Linked DNA regions of Mus musculus: all the other regions are linked to region 1. A link is a contact called in public HiChIP or PLAC-seq data. All regions are on one chromosome and are shown on one strand. Each heading gives the region's core, a stretch centred on a gene start, on an enhancer-like site or on the middle of the called end of the contact. The rest is flanking DNA. Distances are from core to core; before and after follow the strand shown.

Region 1 (4,319 bases), core at 749-3,248:
CCCTAGTTGCCTGGAAGTCAGTCTTCCAATAGCAGCCTTTGGGTGAAGACAGAACTCTCAGCTCCTCCTGTGCCATGCCTGCCTGGATACTGCCATGCTCCCACCTTGATGATAATGGACAGAACCTCTGAACCTGTAAGCCATCCCCAATTAAATGTTTTTTATAAGACTGCCTTGGTCATGATGTCTGTTCACAGCAGTAAAACCCTAACTAAGACAACTGCCTTTTGGGAGAAAGTGCTTCCTAACCTGGCTGAACTGGACTCCTGACCCCAGTAGATGGTTCTGTTTCCATCTGCCTCAGCAGATCAGAACAGCCCAGAGATCAGAAGAGCTGCCTTGTTAAATATTCACATGGTCTGGCCAGGAATGGGATCAGCCCACCCTCCTCAGGACAGAGAAGAGGAACAGCTTGGCACTGTCCTTTGGCTTGTGTGAGAATCTCAGGATGGATGGATGGACTGAGGGAACCTCCATGAATCAACGAGGTGTCCTGAGACTTTCTCTTCAGCCCTGTGGCTCCTGCAACAGACCCACATCCACTTTCCTATTCTCTCTGACTTTACCCAAAAATTCCAGGGTCCTATCTAGATCCTCCTATTTTCCAGAAGACCTTGATCCAACAAGAGTGTCCATCACTATCAGGGTTGATAAGGAAAGAACTGTAGGAGAGAAGATTGGAAAATGTCCATAGAAGGAGTGCTCTAGTGTACTCACTGTTGAAGCGAGACAAGATCCAAAGCACCAATATCTGCACAAAACTTTGGTCAAGAAAGCCTAGTACTACATTTTACAAGATGCAGTTCAAAGCTAGGATTCTGGGGACATGTGTGCTAATAGCCACATGAAGGATGTCCTATTAGTTTCTGCACAAGCAGGAGCAGAGACAGAAGTGGAGGCAGGATGACAAGTAATATCAGCCATAAGTTAAACAGAATCAGGCGCAGGAGAGAAGGAACAGCAGGGCAAATGCAGAGCAGATGCAGGGGCAGCTGCCTGCTTGGAGGGAGAATGGCCCAGCTCCAGATACACAGATAACCCACTGATAACCAAGGCCCAGACCTTAAGGCAGAACTGTAATAAATCCCTTATTGCACCTCTTCCTGATAGAACCATGGTTCTTGAGAGCACAAGGACAGCTTGATTCCTTACTGGTTGGGACAGAAAGTGGTGGAAGTGCCAGGTAAGGGAACTGTGACATCATTCCTGAAGGAAGGCATCAGGTTTATTTTGAGCTGAAATCTGAGAGTCATTCAGGTATTTCTCAAAACCAGGAGCCATATGCAAAGCTCCACACACTACTCTAGAGGTTCTGTAGAAAATAATCAAGAATTCCTGGCTTTTGTAAGCCAAGGACACAAATGGAGATCACAACTCAAAAAGAATCTGTACTCATATCTGCTTTAAAGCAGGTAGCCAGGAGAAGGGCCACTTGAGATCTAAAGTCATTTCCTTTCCCAATTCAGGTCTGGGAGTCCTGATTTGTCTGGGGTCCCAGTCCCATCACCTTGTATTCCTTTGAGGTCAATTTATCATGTTTCGGGCTGGCCCTTCTATGTTCCATAACTTGCTGTATTAGGAGGGCACCAGCTCTTCCTGTCCTCTCCTGTAAGCTGTCCTAAGTCCAAGTACAGGTTACCAATAGATTTTGATTCTGTTCAAAAGGTCCTGCTTTGTGGTTCCAGAGTGCAATATGCAGAGACACAAGGTGAGTCTGGGACTGGATTGTGGGCCCTGTGTAATGAACCAAACATGTATTCTGACCTGATTCCAGGAAGCAAGGATTATAAGAGAATATATCCGTGTTGTTGAATATCAGAGGTGTTTTTCTTGGCATGGATAAATAAAGTCAAAGAACATTGTATGACTTTTGCCCCAAAGCCTGTTAAAGTCCAGAGTCACGGCGCAGCAAAAATTATAAAAAATGCAGAGGCCTGTACGTCAGCAGGGTGGAGTCCTGGATGTCTACACCTTCCTGTGTGAGCAGAGGCCAGGCTCATTTTGACACAGAGTATCTCTCTCTCTGCTTGACTTCTACAAGCCATGTGGCTCTACCTGGTGGCACTGGTGGGCCTGTGGACGCTTCTGCGCTTCTTCAGGGTGAGGCAGGTGGTGAGCCATCTCCAAGACAAATATGTCTTCATCACGGGCTGTGACTCTGGCTTTGGGACCCTGCTGGCCAGACAGCTGGACAGGAGAGGCATGAGGGTGCTGGCTGCATGTCTGACGGAGAAGGGAGCCGAGGAGCTGAGGAACAAGACATCTGACAGGCTGGAGACAGTGATCCTGGATGTCACCAAGACAGAGAGTATTGTGACAGCCACTCAGTGGGTGAAGGAGCATGTTGGGAACAGAGGTACCAATGAGAGTCCTGTTGGTGCTGTTGGTGTTCTCTATGTGTGTGAAGGGAAGGCCTGTGTAGTCTTGAAACAATTCCTGGTGGGGGTCAGGGTGGAGTTGGTGTAACTGCAGACTCTGCCCCTCTCTAGCACATCAGTATTTCATGTTACTTAGAAACTTAATCCTCTAAGCTGTGTGTTCTTAGCCAACTGGTGCCTTGGGAAGATTTCATTTGCAATTGTTATCTGTCCTCTTTGACTTTGTATGTAGAAAGACAGGATTGTTGGCTGCTGAGTCCTAGGATAGAGACTGTGAGGAGGGAGGAGAGCCCTGGGCTCCTGGGACCTGGTCTCTGTGAAGGTCATGTGCCAGCGTGCACCTGCTCTCCCAGTTCTGGAACATGTTCTCATGCACTACCTGTGCACCATGGCAGGGAGAGCCATAATCATTGCCGTGCTTAAGCCCAAAGTCAAGGAAAACTTAGGACAGAAAAAGGTAGGAAGTGGTCTCTCTTTCACCTAGAAAACACACACACACACACACACACACACACACACACACACACACTAACTTGCTTTTCCATCTGTTTCTCCCTTTTTCTCTCTCCAGCATTTGTTTTAAACAATAAATTTATTTAAAAAATGAAAGGAAAACAGTTATTATTCAAAACTCTAGACATGTCAAACTACAATTAGCATACAATTTGCTATTCAGTGGATACAAAGTAGTTAACCCTTTGACTTGTATGTATAATGTATATGCATTCTTTCCAGTTTAAGAAGGCAAGCAACATTACCACTTAAAGAACATTTTTCAGCAATAATATAGAATGAATTAAAATAACTTGACCCTTATCCACGCCCCACTGCATTTAGCAGGCCTTGGCACTGGGTATTGTTTGTTCCCTTTGTGTTCCTCTGGCTCCTGAGTTTGAGGCAGAGCTCTAGATATGGACCTGGTCACCATCTGATGGACGTTTCTCAGCTCCTTCCTGTTGGCATCAGCAGATGGTGTCACCACACTCAGCTCGTTCCATTGTCCCAAGAACTGTCTTAAGATACTTCTAGTCCATCCCGAGTCCGCAAGCATGTGTATTTTGGGATCCCAGGATCAAAAATCTACTGTATATATTTTTATTAGATTTTTTTCATGCAAACATTTAGATTGTATTTCCCTTTCTCCAGCTTCTCCTAGATCCTCTCCATGTCCCAGTCATAGAAGTTCTTATTCTCTCTCTCTCTTTCTGTCTCTCTCTCTCAGAAACAAAAGCAAAATTAAACCCCCAACTAAAAGCAATACAAGTAAACTGAAAAAAACAAACAATCATAAAAAAAAAGAAAGAAACAAGGATCAAGCAAAAAAGCCAGGAGAAAACCCAATGGAAAAAAATGCAGTCTCTCCTTTTCGCAGAAAATTTCACACAGTGTATTTTGTGGAGATACAAGCACTCTTGTGTATGAGGCTCAGTGCATGACTTTTTAGTAAGTTTGTTACAGTTTGCTTCTTTTTTTTTGTTTTGTTTTGTCTTGTCTTGCTTTGTTTTTCGAGACAGGGTTTCTCTGTGTAGCCCTGGCTGTCCTGGAACTCACTCTGTAGACCAGGCTGGCCTCAACTCAGAAATCTGCCTGCCTCTGCCTCCCGAGTGCTGGGATTAAAGGCGTGTGCCACCACCGCCCTGGCTAGAGTTTGCTTTTTAATGATGAAAGCTCTCAAATAAATGAGTCAGGACTGAGTTATTTATTTAACATGCTTAAAGGGCAGAATTACTGAGTAATATTACTCTATTTCCTCCAACCTAATCTACCAAGCTCCAGCCAAAATTGTGGAGATAACATTCCAGGTTTTCTCTGCTCCAGGTGTTTTCTTATGGTGTCTCCTAGACTCTCTGCAGGTGGCTAAGCCATACCTCCTCTTCTCCAGCTTCCTCCCCTGGCTGAGAGAACTCCAGCCTGTTCTCTCCCCTGCTCAGTCTTTGGTTG
Region 2 (4,319 bases), core at 518-3,017, 450 kb after region 1:
GTTGGGTGGAGTCTTTGCGGTCAGTCCTTGCCCCAGGTTCATCAGCGTGCACAGCCGGTCTCTGGGTCCGTCTCGTAGCAAATGAAGAGTGGCGAAAGGTTCAAGGTGGCTTGTCCTCCTCTAAGGACTGCGTCTTGGCTTCTGACGGGGAGCTTTATAACCCAGCACGGTTGTTCATTCTGTCCTCACAAAGCACTGGATTGCTCCCATTTTCTTTCTTTCATCCCAGGACACATGATTGAACCCGTTTCTACAGTTGAGGGAGAGCTGGGATGCACCACTCTCAAGCTGACAAGCATCCCTGATTTGTGTTTCATATTAAATGTGTACAATTAACAGTTGCTCATCTCAGAGCGGCCAGCCAGCCATCTGTTGTGTCTTCGGAAGAACTTTTAAGAGTAAAATTAAAAGACATGTCCTGAACTGAGCTTGGTAGTGTGAGCTAATCCCATCGTGTGGGAGACAGAGGCAAGAGAATTGCCATGAGGGAGAGGAAAGAGTCATATAGCCCTACGCGTGGGCCAATAAATGTAATTTAAAAAATCAGCTTGATAATAAATATAATTTTTAAAAAAAGAGACTTTTGTTGTCTTCCTCCTCCTCTTCCTTCTCCTCCTCCTCTTCCTCTTCTTCCTCCTCTTCCTCTTCTTCCTCTTATCCACAAGTAACAAGATGCTTCATCTTGCTGACCACAGGGTACATGCCTGTTGGTTCAGCTCCTCATGAGGCTTTGATAAAATCTCAAAAAAAATCCCTTTTACCCACGAGTCTGAGACTGTGTCTTGAAACAAAACAGGTATGGTGGTGGCTCATGCCTATAATCCCAGCACTCTGGAGACTAAAGCAAGAATACTTAGACTATATAGGAAGTTAGGCCAGCTTAGGTTATAAAGTGTCCAAAAAAATTAGAAGGCAGCCAGAAGAGTGATGGTAGCTCATACCTTTAATCTCAGCACTTGGAGGCAGAGGCCTTGTGTTCAAGGCCAGCCTGGTCTACCTAGCTCCAGGGCAGCCAGGACTATCTCAACAAAAAAGTAAATAGGGGTTGGAGAGATGGTTCAGTGGTTAAGAACATGTAAGACTCTCTCCAAAGGAGTAGAATTTTTAGTCCTTGCAACCATGTCAGGTGGCTTACAACTGGCTGTAACTCCAGCTCATCTGGCCTCTGTGGGCATTCGCCTTGAATCCCAGCACTTAAAAGGCAGACACAGGCATATCTCTGAGTTTGAGGCCAGCCTGGTCTACAGATTGAGTTCTAGGACAGCCAGGGCTACAAAGAGAAAGCCTGTCTTGAAACAACAACCACAAAAACCTTACCAAACAAACAAAAAAAACAATAAAGGTAAAAACTCAAAAGACTGCTCTGGTAATAACTTGATTTGATTTGCTGTAGGTTCTATTTTTCAAATTTTTTGATTGGGAAATCTTTAAAGTAAACATGACACATGGACTGGGAATGTAGCCCAGTTGGTAATGTGCTTGCCTAACATGCATAAATCCTTGGAGTTGATTCCCAGTACCACGGCAACTGCACCTGGTTGCAGATTCCCATAAATCCCCGTACTGGGGTTATAGTGGCAGAAGGATCAGAATCCAAGGTCATCCTTGGCTAACTAGTTGAATTCCAAGCCAGCTAGGGCTACAGAAGGCCCAGTCTCAAAAGAGAACAAACTTTCCACTGCCTAGAGGCTACAGAGACTGGACTATGGTCTAGGGACCGCCTAGCCACAAAGGAGGAGCCTTGCCTGTCAGGATGGGGCAATAGCTGGTCAGATAAAGTCTACCCAAAGAGAGGTGGTAAATACTTGTTTCCAGTCATCACCTACAAGAAGTTAACCTCTGGAAGGTAGCCGCTCCAACTAGGGACCTACTGAGTGAGACAGAGAACCACTTCATTCCTCTGCTGCTTGCCAGACAGGTGAGGGTAACAGCCTCTAAGAGGCCCCCTCTTATGTCCAGGGAAACTGAAGTCTCTAATGACCAGGACTCTACCAAACTCTGACCATTCTTGGTGCCTGTTCCTGTTGAATATTTGCGCCCTCCTCACCTGAGCTCTGCTCCTTCACAACAGGGCTGTCCTGTGGACCCACCATGATCCAGGCTGCATTGCTTCTTGGCTGTATCTTACTGTCCCCGGTGACCGCCTTTCCGTGGAAGACGCAGAATGGCAGCCTGCCAGCCGTCACAAGAACTGAACCCACATCAAATGTGCTCCCCAACAAGATTCCTCCTCCAACCCCCATTACCTGTCGGGACCTCTTGTACACGGTGCTCCCCGCTGCTCCTCTGTCTGAGTTCTTGTCCCTCTTAGCCCTGAGAGTTGTCCTGGAAAACATTGGCTGCCCTGCCGAGGCCTACAGTCTGCAGCTTCGGATCAGTGAAATGGGAGGAAAAGACAGCGCGGAAACCCTGGTCCTCCAGAGTCAAAAGAGTAGCCAGGAGGAAGGGATCGGCAACAATGAAGTCATTCTGAGGCATCTGGTGCCATCCCCTGGGGATATGAGGAGGGTCCGGCGCTCAGTTACCCTGCCTGAGGCGTGCACCTATGAACCCGGGTGGGTGTTGTACGATATGGCCCAGGTGCTGCTGGAGACGGCGAACAAGCTCCCTCCTATTGACCTAGTAAGAGAGTTCAAGGCCTCTGTAGTCAATGTCACCCAGCACTGTACCATGGAGTCTTGGGAAAGTATGAATGAAGTAGCCAGGAGGCTGATGAGTAGCCCAGAACTTAAAGACGCCAAGATTCCCGTTGAAGATCGAGTATACCTCGTTGCTCAGCTTGCAGTCGTTTTAAAGCGTATTTTTGTGAACCTTGTGTGGGAATATTTTCAGACCTATTTTGGATAGACACGGCCTCCTAGGCATGGAATGAACTTTCTCATAGCCCTTTAGTAGGTGTGCACACAGCAGCTGCCCACGGTGTGTAGCTAGACGCTGGCTGCATTTTACAAATTCATACATTGTCTTCCTTTGATCCTAATGTGTGAAGACACTTGATATGACTTCAGTCTTTCAGTTTCTAAATGCTATGGGTATTGCAATTTCCCTCTTTAATACTTTTTAATTCCTTGCTTAATGCTTTTTAATTTCCCAGCTGAATTCTGGGCCTTGGTTGTATTCATATTGTTTTGGGATATTAAGGAAAGGAAGGTTTGTTGTTTTGTTTTGTTTTGTTTTTGAGACAGGGTCTGCCTGGGTAACTCTGTCTATCTTGGAACTCAGAGATCCACCTGCCTTTGCCTCCACCTGCTGAGATTAAAGGTGTGCACCACCATGTCTGTATTTGTTCTGGTATTTTGAGATTGTCTTGCTTTGTGGCCATTGCCCTTACTATATAGCCCAGGCCAGCCTCAAATTTATGGGACTCCTACTTCAGCTTTCCAAGTGCTAGAATTATAGACCTGTGCCCTCACTTCTGTTTTTGTAGTGTTGGGGTTGAACCCAGGGACTCAGGAATACTAGACAAGCCGTTCACCACTAAGCCTACTTCTGTTAATTCTTAAACTGATGAGACAAATAAAAAGCTGCTTCTATGTTGAACTCACTGATTTGGGAGCTTTAAGGAAGTTTAATATAAATTCATAGCTCCAGCTGGCCCAGAACTCAGTACAAAATTCATGCTAGCCTTGAGCTTGGAGTGGTCCTCTTGCCTCGGGCTGAAACGTTCTTGCCTGACTTCCAGGATTTCTCGACTGGGTTTCTGTGGTTCCTTCTGTACCTAGAGAGGGCTGTGCGGGGGGGACACAGAGCACATTCCAATGTCTTGAGCCAAAGATTTGAGCAATGCGTTCAAATGGGCACATTCTTGTAGAGAAACAGCCATTTCACATATTCATGGGACTGGGGGCTAGATAGGGTCCACACCTCTTCGAGCTGTCTCAGCTCTCGCCAGTGGGACCGCACAGGACTCTGGGGATTCCTGTCACCTATGGAAGTGGAGCAGTGTAGTGATGGACACACACCAAGTCAAACAGTTGTCATTCCCGTTTCCTTTTTAATTTTTTTATTGTATTTATTATTAATAGAGTGTGTGACGATGTGTGTGAACATGTGGTTGTATGGGCCGGCACTCCTGAGCCACAGAACACGAGGAGGTCAGGGGTGTGTGCAAGTCAGAGGACCGCAGTCATGAGTCACTGTTCTCATTCCCTGTGGGTTCTAGTGACTACACCTCCGTCCCCAGGAGTGACGGAGGCACTTTTACCTACTGAGTCATCTTGGCCACCCCCAACTCTCACTTCTTGGGCCTAGCTTAAAAGGAACAAAAGCCGAGGGTTGATGGTTGAGATATTGTACCAGACTACCATCTGAGCCAAATT
Region 3 (4,319 bases), core at 803-3,302, 270 kb before region 1:
ATGCAAATACATCAGAGACCCCGGGGGGTGGGGGTTCTGTGCATGTGCACACGCCCCACTGTTTTTCTCCTAAGTCCATTGGAGAACAGATTTCCTTACATGACCCTATGCAAAGTAACAGGTATTCAGAAACCAAACATAAACATAGACCCTCACATGTCCACAGGCTGGACCAAATGCCAGATAGGCACTTCCCTGCTGATTCCGACATAGCCACCCCACAGCTGCAGCCTTCTCACAGGAAGACAGATTCCCATCTCTCCTATCATCCTCATGCTTACTCTCCCTCAAGGCTCTACCAGATGTTTCCTTCCTCTTCAGGGGGCAAAGGAAATTAAACCAGATCTGTCCACAGGGGAGTTAATTTGATGCGAAGAGAGTGGAGAAGGCTGGTGGGGGTGGAGGGAAGGATCAGGGCAATGTATCCTTCCTTCCTCTGTGACCCCAGGCCTTCACATACTGTGGTTTGTTTGGGGCTGGACCTTCTCCTGCAGTCTCCCTGGGTACAAACCAGGCCTCAGGTTCAAAGAAAGCTCTTGCCAAAGGCAGCATTTTTCACACTAGGGGGCTATTTTCTTTTCTTTCTTTTTTTCCATCCATCCATCCATCCATCCATCCATTCGTTCATTCTTTCTTATTTATTTATTTATTTATTTATTGCCCAGTTTCCGTTCTCTCAAGGTCACTAGGCAGATAGGCTTGGGAGAATCCAAGGGCTCTACTAACTGGCTCACTGGGGCAGTGTCTACCCTATTGTAGTTATGAGGACACCACACCAGGCCTGGGGTCCAAGCGTTTTGGAGGAGAATTACTGGTTTCTCTTAAAGACTGGGGATTGAGGTCCAAGAGTGAGGGCTTGTGGAGCCAACTGGTTGCCCTTAAACTGGGTAGGTCATAGTTGAGAAAGGAAGTTGGGGGCAGAGTCTAAACTACCCTTGTGGGTCACACTTCAGGGCACAAATAGATGGCAGTGCTTTGAAGCAGGCACAATCAACCATGCAAAGACAATGTCTCCACCATGGCATGCCAACATAGACATTCACCTTGGGTCCCAGTGCCTGGATTCCCTGGACACATGCATACAAGGGCTGGTTTTAACCCATACACTCCATGTCCGCACTGTGAGCCCATATGGGCTGAAGATCTCAAGGCAAGAGTCGGGCAGGATGAGCTCTGGGCCCTTTTAGCCTTTGGGTCTTCACCCAGAAACCCCAGGAAAAGAGACAGTGAGAAGGGTGGGGGCAGGAAGGAGATGTAAGGAGAGACTCCCCTCCCAGACAACAACCACCAGGCGTGAGAGGGGGGTGTGTCTGTGAGGTTATGCAGGGGAGATGGTGTCTCCGCGGGAAATGGGATGGAAGATTGTAGCCAAGTTCAGCCCTGCTGGTGTGGGTCCGTGTAAGCGCGTGTGCCTGGATAATGTATGCTCGGATCGCAGAGCTTACCTGGCATTGTGACAAGGAGAAGAGGAATGGGAAGGTGGAGGGTGAGAGGTGGAAGGACAGACAGACAGACAGAGGGAGGCAAGCGAGGTAGGTGCGGAAAGAAGGCTAGGCTAACACCCGCTGGCTTGTCTGTCTGTCTCGCACTCCTTCTCTGTCTGGCGCACTCGCGGGTCGCGCTTCGTCCCCTCCCCCCGTCGCGCCTGAATCCGACTGGAGCCGGGCCTCCACCCTGCACCTTCTTCTAACCCTCAGCCAACTTGCTGGGTGCATGCCAGTCCTAAAGCGGGCAGTCTGTCTGTCCACGTCCCCCACGACGCACAAAGTTGGGACGCTTAGTCCTGGGGGCGGGGCGGACGCGCGGAGCCCCCTGGCATGCAGTGTTCTTCGTGTCCCGGACCCCGCACCTTGGCTCTGCCACCCTTACCTTCCTAAGGAGCCAAGGACCAAAGAGCAAGAGGAGCCATTCCGGGAGCAGCCGCATCTTCCCGAGCGGTCGAGCGGGTCGGGCAGGGCGGGTCCCGAGTCCGGCAGGACTGGGCTCAGGGTGAGGGACGCCGGGCAGAGGGCGGCGGCGCGAGCAGCGGGAGCGGGCGGCTCGGCCCGCGGACTGAGCGCGGAGCGGAGCAAGGCGCTGGGGGCGGGGCGCGGGCGGGGGAGAAAGTTGGGTCTGAGTCGGGCGGGCGGGGTGGGGGGGCGGGGCTCCGCGGTGCTCCAATCCCGGCCGCGCCCCGCGCGCCCCCTCCCGCCCAGCTGGGGGCAAGGAAGGTGACTTTCACCGTGACACACCCTGGACACACCCCTGGCTCAGGTGTGAAGCTGGAGAGGGGCAAGGGGTTTGGGGAGCAGCACCCCAAAGACGCCAGGTCTTGGGGCAGATGAGGGCTACAATAGGGCGTGGGACTCTAGGCCCTGAACTGTGAGCGGGAAGGGGTCGTCGCGGAGCATGAGTTCCCATACACAGGCTAGGGAACGCAGCAGGACCCTGTCCTGTGATGCCCGAGGTGGATGGGTGGGGGGTGTTTCTATAATCCTGGCAGAGGTAGGTCTAGGGCAGTGATCCGGACAGGGACCGAGGTGAGGGCGGGCGGGGCCTCGGGCGACTAGCACTGAGCGCGGCGCTGACGGGGATGGATGGGCGCCCCGCGGCTCATTCGGCCTGGAGATGAGAATCATTGATCACGGACGGAAACCCCATCACGTCTGTCAATAGGGCTGACAAACGGCGCCCGCCGCCCTGTCCCCGCCCCGCGGCACCTCTGCGGCCCCCGGACCCCTTGGCTAAACCGGCTCTTTTAAGTTAGCCCCTGATCCGCACTGTTGACCCTGGCCTGATCCAGAGCACCCTTGTTTGGTGCTAGGCAGGAAGTCCTCAGTGCCTTCTGCCCCTCTTGGTACGAGCCCTGTGCTTTCTCTCCCACAATCCCATCTTCCACTCTCAGCTCTTCTCATCCCGTCCCCTTCCCTGTCTATCTCTGTCCTTGTCTCTCTCTGTCCCCAGCTCCAGCACGGTCTCTGTTCTCATCCTCAGGGCTGTTTCTTCGTGTTTCCTCCTCCCACTGGTCTTTCTCTCTCTCCCCTACCCAGGGAGTCTTCAGCTGTCAGCTGTTGCTATGCGCTGTGTCTGAGGCTGAGTAGGTAGTATGACCAACACCTAGACAGCAAGAGATAGGACCATGCAAAGAGATGAAGAGACAGACACACATCCCAAGGTGTGTCTCCAGTCTTACCCCACTGTAATAGTACCCTGCTACACTGTAGCAGTGAGGCCACTTCACATACAGACCAGCATACACAGAGGCACATAAGCACACAGAGACGGACACACATGATTTATACACACAGTAGCATACAGTGATATACAGAAACAGCTAGGTACCCAAAGTACCTCTTGCCTTGACAGAGGCAAATACCCACAGGGACACACACACACACACACACACACACACACACACACACACACAGGCAATCTGAAAGACAAGCCTAGGGATATGAAAATAACAGACACACAGGAAGTGACAGACACTGAAAAGAGGGTCAGGGAAAGGACAGGGGTGTACTTGGTGACACTCAAGGAGACAAAAACCAGGGAGCAGCGATTTGGGGTGCAGTCAGGGCTGAACGAATAAAGGCAGGATGAGACAAAGTGTCAGGGACAAGGCCAAATGGCTGGCCAGGGCTGACCCTAAGCAAAGGAGCTGCTTTAGTTCTGGGTGAAGGCAAAGGGTGGTCACACATCCTGGGTGCCTAGAAGCCCACGGCCAAAGTATCTATCTGTAGGAGACCTGACCCTCCCCATCACCATCGTTTTAGCTAATCTCAGGCCGTCCAATTCTCTCAGAGATTACAAGTGCATGCACACATACACACATGTGCACAGTACTTATCTCTGGGTCTTTGCCTCTGTCCCTGACTCTTTCCATCTAAGAATATCTGCTTTTCAATCTGATCTGAATCAGTCAGTGTCCTTTTTGGTTTTTGAGACTCCCTTGCATTTGGCTTGGTTGAAGATAGTGCACCCTTCTGGTCCTGGCCAGAGAGGGAGGGTGCTAACGAAGGGGTAGGCTTTCTAAAGCAGCAGTTGGGGGCCTGTCTTGTTCTACCCGAGATCTTGAGGTGACAGGCAGAGAATCAGTGGCTCCGGGGGGGGGGGGGGCTACAGATGCAGGCTGGCAGAAGGAAGGGGTGGAGAGGGTGGGATTACTGGTGGTGGGGAATGAGCAGACTCTGGGGGAGGGAAGGAAGATGGCTGACAGAGGGTAGAAGGGTCAGCGCAAAATAGCCCCAGGGAAGGAAGTGAGAGGCTGGGCTAGGGTCCTCGGCAGCAGGTGCATAATTAGTGTGGGGAGCTTTAGGATAAGCAGTGTTACAGCAGTG

The links. HiChIP or PLAC-seq counts read pairs in DNA pulled down with a chosen protein or histone mark.
Region 2: a contact with region 1 is called in an HNF4G HiChIP or PLAC-seq map of pancreatic cancer cells. The contact joins the promoter of Apon here to the promoter of Rdh16 in region 1. A contact is called at or near these places in 2 of 39 promoter capture datasets (hippocampal neurons and liver) and 1 of 115 datasets of contacts at active chromatin or transcription factors (pancreatic cancer cells).
Region 3: a contact with region 1 is called in a FOXA1 HiChIP or PLAC-seq map of pancreatic cancer cells. The contact joins the promoter of Nxph4 here to the promoter of Rdh16 in region 1. A contact is called at or near these places in 2 of 39 promoter capture datasets (both in liver) and 1 of 115 datasets of contacts at active chromatin or transcription factors (pancreatic cancer cells).

What each region holds. Positions count from the first base shown.
Region 1 is chr10:127,799,155-127,803,473 of GRCm38.p6, forward strand. It overlaps Rdh16 (retinol dehydrogenase 16), which reads left to right and starts at 1,999. Exons shown (of 4, transcript NM_009040.3): 1 at 1,999-2,356. The coding sequence starts at 2,044.
Region 2 is chr10:128,252,364-128,256,682 of GRCm38.p6, forward strand. Apon (apolipoprotein N) reads left to right here and starts at 1,768. Exons shown (of 2, transcript NM_133996.3): 1 at 1,768-1,918; 2 at 2,072-3,538. The coding sequence starts at 2,092. The coding sequence ends at 2,847. Timeless (timeless circadian clock 1) reads left to right here. Exons shown (of 29, transcript NM_001164081.1): 29 at 1-578.
Region 3 is chr10:127,532,507-127,536,825 of GRCm38.p6, forward strand. Nxph4 (neurexophilin 4) reads right to left here and starts at 2,053. Exons shown (of 2, transcript NM_183297.2): 1 at 1,870-2,053. The coding sequence starts at 1,926.